Regions from separate parts of the Zea mays genome. Here region 1 is linked to region 2. A link is a contact called in public Hi-C data. All regions are on one chromosome and are shown on one strand. Each heading gives the region's core, a stretch centred on a gene start, on an enhancer-like site or on the middle of the called end of the contact. The rest is flanking DNA. Distances are from core to core; before and after follow the strand shown. Region 1 has its middle 6.1 kb from the start of LOC103633033. Region 2 holds the start of LOC100284183 (indole-3-acetate beta-glucosyltransferase).

What was found. Hi-C and Micro-C count contacts between places; a contact is called where the count stands out from the background.
Region 1: a Hi-C map of ear shows a contact between it and region 2, with 4 times the contacts expected there. The contact joins the enhancer-like site here to the promoter of LOC100284183 in region 2. A contact is called at or near these places in 2 of 25 Hi-C or Micro-C datasets (ear and tassel).

The regions. Positions count from the first base shown.
Region 1 is chr7:146,245,126-146,248,013 of Zm-B73-REFERENCE-NAM-5.0, forward strand. No RefSeq gene overlaps it. Among protein-coding and RNA genes, the nearest start is that of LOC103633033, 6.1 kb to the right of the region's middle. Within about 2 kb of position 1,361, at least 9 of the 20 cell types and tissues checked have an H3K27ac peak or open chromatin away from gene starts, as enhancers often do. A contact at or near this core is called in ear, where this site is marked.
Region 2 is chr7:146,011,947-146,015,019 of Zm-B73-REFERENCE-NAM-5.0, forward strand. It overlaps LOC100284183 (indole-3-acetate beta-glucosyltransferase), which reads left to right and starts at 1,282. Exons shown (of 2, transcript NM_001157079.2): 1 at 1,282-2,034; 2 at 2,151-2,989. The coding sequence starts at 1,363. The coding sequence ends at 2,897.

The DNA of each region.
Region 1 (2,888 bases), core at 111-2,610, 230 kb after region 2:
AGATTTTCTTTTCGGTATTTTCTAGTGCAGATCGTACATTGACAATTCTTGCTCTTGTTTGCGATGCAAGGGAGCCTTGGATCTCTATCTAGGTTTCAACCGTGGTTTTGACTAAAAAACTTGAATCAGCAAGTCTTTTGATAGCGACGAGAGGAGATGCGTACTTCTTGATCTCTGCTTTTCAACCTTCATACTTCATATTGTCTACCTCAGTCTCTTTTCCATCGTTTCTAGGAGATTTTGGCTAGCACCACCTTGGTGTCACATGTTAGAAAGCCGAGTAGCTTTGTGCCATGGATAGCAGCCCTAACATGTGCATGTCATAGTGCATGATTAGATTTCGGCAGCTTCTTGGAGATAGGTAGGCCGATGAGAAGATTCACGAAGGTAGATGACGATGAACTCGCCATGGCTATGATTACCATGTAAAAGTATAGAGGTGTTTAGAAGAAAATCACCAACAACCTAGACTAGGGGTCTGCGTACGTTACATGTTGGCATGTTGGATGAGAAACAACCCTTACAATGGTATACATATATAAAAGCCGATTCTGAAAGGTCTAGACAAATACAATATAGATTTAAACTAGATTCTAGTCTACCTTAGGAACAAAATATTTATCTGATTACAACTCCTCATTATCGTATACAATATTTCTTAACATTGTTGACTGATATTTTACATAGAGTTCATGCAAGATCTCAGTCTCAACTAATAAACAGCCCCAAAATGCATATCAATGTAGTGGTCACTAATGGTTTATTAGCAAACTAAAGTGGCAAATGGAGCCCTTATTTGCCATTTAGGGTCTTATTTGGGTATTATCGAATTCATCTTAGTCTATGTGTGTTTAGGAGAAATTTAGTTTTAATTTTACTTTAATTCTCCATCCATCACAAAATATATTTCTTTTCAGCCCTCTTTTTTTACATATTTCAATAAATAATATTGAATGTAGATATACATACAAATTATATTCATAAGTTAATTAATAAATGTATGTTTAGTCTAAAAAATTATATTTTAGGACGGAGAGTCCATTTTAACACGTATAAATCGATACCAATTGACAATATCCGTACAAACCTGATACGAAGGCGTCACGCTCGTCGGAAAGTTAACGTAGTCAAACTTGTACTGCTAGTCCTTCAAAGAGCCGAGCGCTTGACTTGTCCCCGCAACGCGAAAACAGACTACAAACTTTCAACACTAGTGCGACAGGGGCCTGGAATTCCACCTCATCTTTTTCCTCGAAGCTCATCAGTAATCTTATACTCGTGTTTACTACTACTACGCTACTAGCACACGGCAGCGTACATAGCGCACGTTGCGGCACTGCATCAACAACCATCCATCACCATCAACTGTTAAGGAACTTTCTTGGATGCTCGTACCAAAATCATTAGTGTAGTGTTTGATAACGGAGAATGGTGGGATAGAGCCGCTTCGCTCCTAATTTATTATTATTTAGACTGGTTCCATATAAGACAGAGTGGCTCTATATATATATATATATATATATATATATATATATATATATATATATATATATATATATATATATATATATATATATATATATATATATATATATATATATATATATATATATATATATATATATATATATATATATATATATATATATATATATATAGCCCTAGGCTCTATTTAACTATAGGAAGCCCCGACCAGGTGCGCGACCGCACCGGACCCTTTTTGGTTTATTGTACCTAACTGCTTACGCCAAAATATAATACGAGTTATGCTGATGTGTGTATCAGTTTATGCAAATATAGTCTGCGCATATTACGTGCATCGGGCCCACGATCCGGCCCACGCCACCACTATAAAAACACCCCCACGCCGCCAGGAATTAGGTTTTAGCGGCGGCGGCGGTTCTCTAGGGCGTGCGAGCGGCGGTGATCCTGGGGGCCAGCAGCGGTGTCACCTCGAGGCAGGCGACCGACGGCGGCGCTCCACCAGGAACGAGCGACAACGACGCTCCGAGGCAGGCGAGCAAGCGGTGACGGCGCTCTTGAAGCGGACGGATGACGGCAGCGCACCCTAGGCCCGGTGACAACGGCGGTTGTCCCGTCCGTCTCTGCGATGGCCACCGCCACCGCCGCTCCAGCATCTGTGGCGCGACGACGGATCTGGGGACACGCTCGCGACGACGGATCCCTGAGGCGCGACGACGGATCGGGGGACACGCTCGCGATGGCGGATTCCTGTGGCGCGACGGCGAATCTAGGGACACGCTGCGGCATCGGATCCCGAGGGCACGCACGCGGCGGTGGCCCCATGAGGTGCGCACGACGGCGATGTGCCAGCGGTCGCGACGGCGGATTTCCCTAGGCGCTAGCGACGACGACATCCTCCCCTAGGCACGAAGTGGTGGCGCATCCCAGATGCGAGGCGCTGGTTCCGCAGGACGGCGATCCTATTTTTATGCTATTTTGTATACATATTTATGCCAATGTCAATAGGATTTTATGACCTATATTTCAGTTCATGGATCCGCTTCCATCTATTTGTCTGTTTCTGATATTTCTATTCATTTACGCTAAAATTTATACTCATTTACGCTGTTTTGGTTCACGATTTACACTTAAATCCGCTCGAGCCAGAACCCGTCATTTACGCTGTTTTGGTTCACGATTTACACTTAAATCTGCTCGAGCCAGAACCCGCGCACGATTTTTACGCCGTAATTTGTCCCCATTTGCCGTTACGAAATCAATCGATGATTTACTCTAAAATTCATACTCATTTACGCTGTTTTGGTTCACGTTTTATGTCGAAATCCGCCCGAGACAGCGCCTGTGGCGATTTTCATGCCGTAATTCGAGACCCATTTGTCGTTACGAAACAGATCGATGATTTA
Region 2 (3,073 bases), core at 32-2,531:
CTTCCATTTTAGCCTCATTTCGTCCCTAAATTGTCAAACGGTTGGACTAAAACAGGGACTAAACTATTCTAGTATCTCAAGAGGTGACTAAAAGGATAATCCATATAAATTTCACTTTTTGCCCATCGTTTATTTCAGTTGCACTAATGGTGAGAGATTGTTAAACAGTATTTTAGTCCTCTTATGATTTATTTAATGTGTTTTGAAAACTTTTAGTCCCTAGAACCAAATAGAATATGGACTAAACTAAGTAAATTTTAGTTCCTAGACTAGAGAAACCAAACGGACCCTGAGACTTACGTCTAGATTGCGGGAGAGATGCGCGTTCTATAGCCGCCAATTCAGTGAAAATAATCAGGATTGCTAAACACCTCAGATTACTTAGACAACGGATTCTCCAAAGAGCGGATTTTCAGAAAAAACTTGATCGACTCCAAATAGGGCCTTAATTGGCACGATTTAAGTGTATGGATTCTTGAATAAAACATATACTGCATTCCGCAGATGCTCACGTAATAAAATGTATGTCATTGCTGACAGCAAATTCATGCACTCGACGGGAAGCTTAAGTCATCGATGACGTGCGAGACGAAGAAAACGATCAAGCCAAGTGACAATCGGGCACCGCAGGTGTAGAGAAATCGACAAAAACAAGGAGAAGTGTCTCTCGTGGGTGTGGTGCCGTAGTTTTTTCAACTTGTTGTGCAGATACCGACAGGGCCAGATATTGGCCCATGACCACCCGGGCCATGATCCGGATATAGCCTTTTTTTTTAAAAAAAAATCTCCTTGAAAATATTGAAAAGCTATATAATTAATCTATCTCGTTCTAACAATATTTATATAGTGTTTATTCTAAAACTCGATTTACATTATCATGGTTACATGTTTCAAAATATGTCTTTATTATTTTTTATTAGGCTCTATCTCTAGATTTTAAAATGATTGATGTAAATAAATAAAGATATTGCTTTACAATGATATTTTTTTATGTATGTTATCTATCTTACATTGTTATATAACTGTTAAACTATATTTTTAGTGTTTTTTTATCCCAAGTTGATCTAGGGCTTTAGTGTTCCGCTACTAGATGTCTACAACTCTAGATCCCAGCCGGAGCTCATTTTTTTTGGACCGAATTTAATAGAAATAGTTGGCCACTTGGGCTTTGCTTCAGCATCTGACGAGGATTATGTCGTTGAGACGCTGAAGCATGAGGACGGTCTCACCCTCTATATAAAGAGAGAGACCTGCACTCTCGTACTTCCCAAGAAGAACATCGCCATTGCAGCAAGTCTGTATGATCTGTGACAGCTGTCGATAGAATTATCACACACATTCGTTATTCGTTGAACTACAACCATGGCGAGGCCGTCCGACCAAAGCGTCCACGTCCTCCTGCTCCCATTCCCCACGCAGGGCCACATCAACCCGCTGCTCCAGTTCGGCAAGCGGCTCGCCGGCCGCGCTGGCGTCCGGTGCACGCTCGCGGCGACCCGCTTCGTCGTCAGCTCGACGAAGCCGACCCCGAGCTCGGTCCACGTCGCCGTGATCTCCGACGGCTGCGACGAGGGCGGCCCCGCCGAGGTGGGAGGGATGGGCGCCCGCTACTTCGAACGCCTCGAGTCGGCCGGGTCCGAGACGCTGGACGAGCTCCTCCGGTCGGAGTCGGCGCTGGGGCGGCCGGTGCACGTGGTGGTGTACGACGCGTTCGCACCCTGGGCGCAGCGCGTGGCGCGGCGGCGCGGCGCCGCCTGCGCGGCGTTCCTCACGCAGACGTGCGCCGTGGACATCGTGTACGCGCACGCGTGGGCCGGGCGGGTGCCGGTGCCGCCCCTGCCGCTGCGCCCCGAGGAGGCGCGGGGCCTGGCTCTGGCTGGGCTGTCGACCCAGCTCGAGGTGGACGACATGCCGACGTTCTTGGGCGACACCAGGTTTCCACCGTGCTTCCGGGAGCTGCTGATGAACCAGTTCCTGGGGCTGGACACCGCCGACCACGTGCTCGTCAACTCGTTCTACGACCTGGAGCCGCAGGTGAGTGAACTACTGACCCAGTGCAATCACAATCGCAAATGCATGCATCGCTAGCTGTAAGATGCAAATGAATGCGCGTCATCGTTGAGTCGTGCATGCATGATCCACGCAAACAGGAAGCGGACTACCTGGCGTCTACGTGGAGAGCCAAGATGGTGGGGCCGACCGTCCCGTCGGCGTTCCTCGACAACCGCCTCCCGGACGACGTGTCCTACGGCATCCACCTGCACGCCCCAATGGCGGCAGAAAGCAAGGCGTGGCTGGACGCCCAGCAGGCGGGGTCCGTCCTGTACGTGTCCTTCGGCAGCATGGCGTCGCTGAGCCCGGAGCAGATGGGCGAGATAGCCGAGGGCCTCTACGGCAGCGGCAAGCCCTTCCTGTGGGTCGTCCGGGCCACGGAGGCCGCCAAGGTACCCAAAGGCTTCGCCGACAGGGCCCAGGCCACCAGGGGGCTCCTGGTGTCGTGGTGCCCGCAGCTGGAGGTCCTGGCGCACCCCGCCGTCGGCTGCTTCTTCACGCACTGCGGCTGGAACTCGACGGTGGAGGCGCTCAGCGCCGGCGTGCCCATGGTGGCGATGCCCGACTGGTCGGACCAGACGACCAACGCCAAGTACATACAGGACGTGTGGCGCGTCGGCGTGCGGGTGCGCCCGGACGGCCGGGGCGTGGTGAGGAGCGAGGAGGTGGAGCGGTGCGTGCGGGACGTCATGGAGGGGGAGATGGGCGAGGAGTTTAGGGCCAGGGCTTCGCACTGGAGCAGCAAGGCCAGGAAGGCCATGGGCGAGGGCGGTAGCTCGGACGTCGCCATCTCCAACTTTCTATCCTGTTTTGGACACTCCGCTCACGTTACCGCTGCCAACTGATTGATCATGGCCGGATGCACCGTTTTAATGCCTCGTTCATTGCTTGTACGGTTTCACCTCTCTCTATATACAAAAGATATCCTCGTCTCCTGTACATTTAAAGAAATGGTCGATAAATATGGAAAACTCTCAACTTCCAGGGTATAAATTGCACCCAGCAAATTTGTGAACACAAA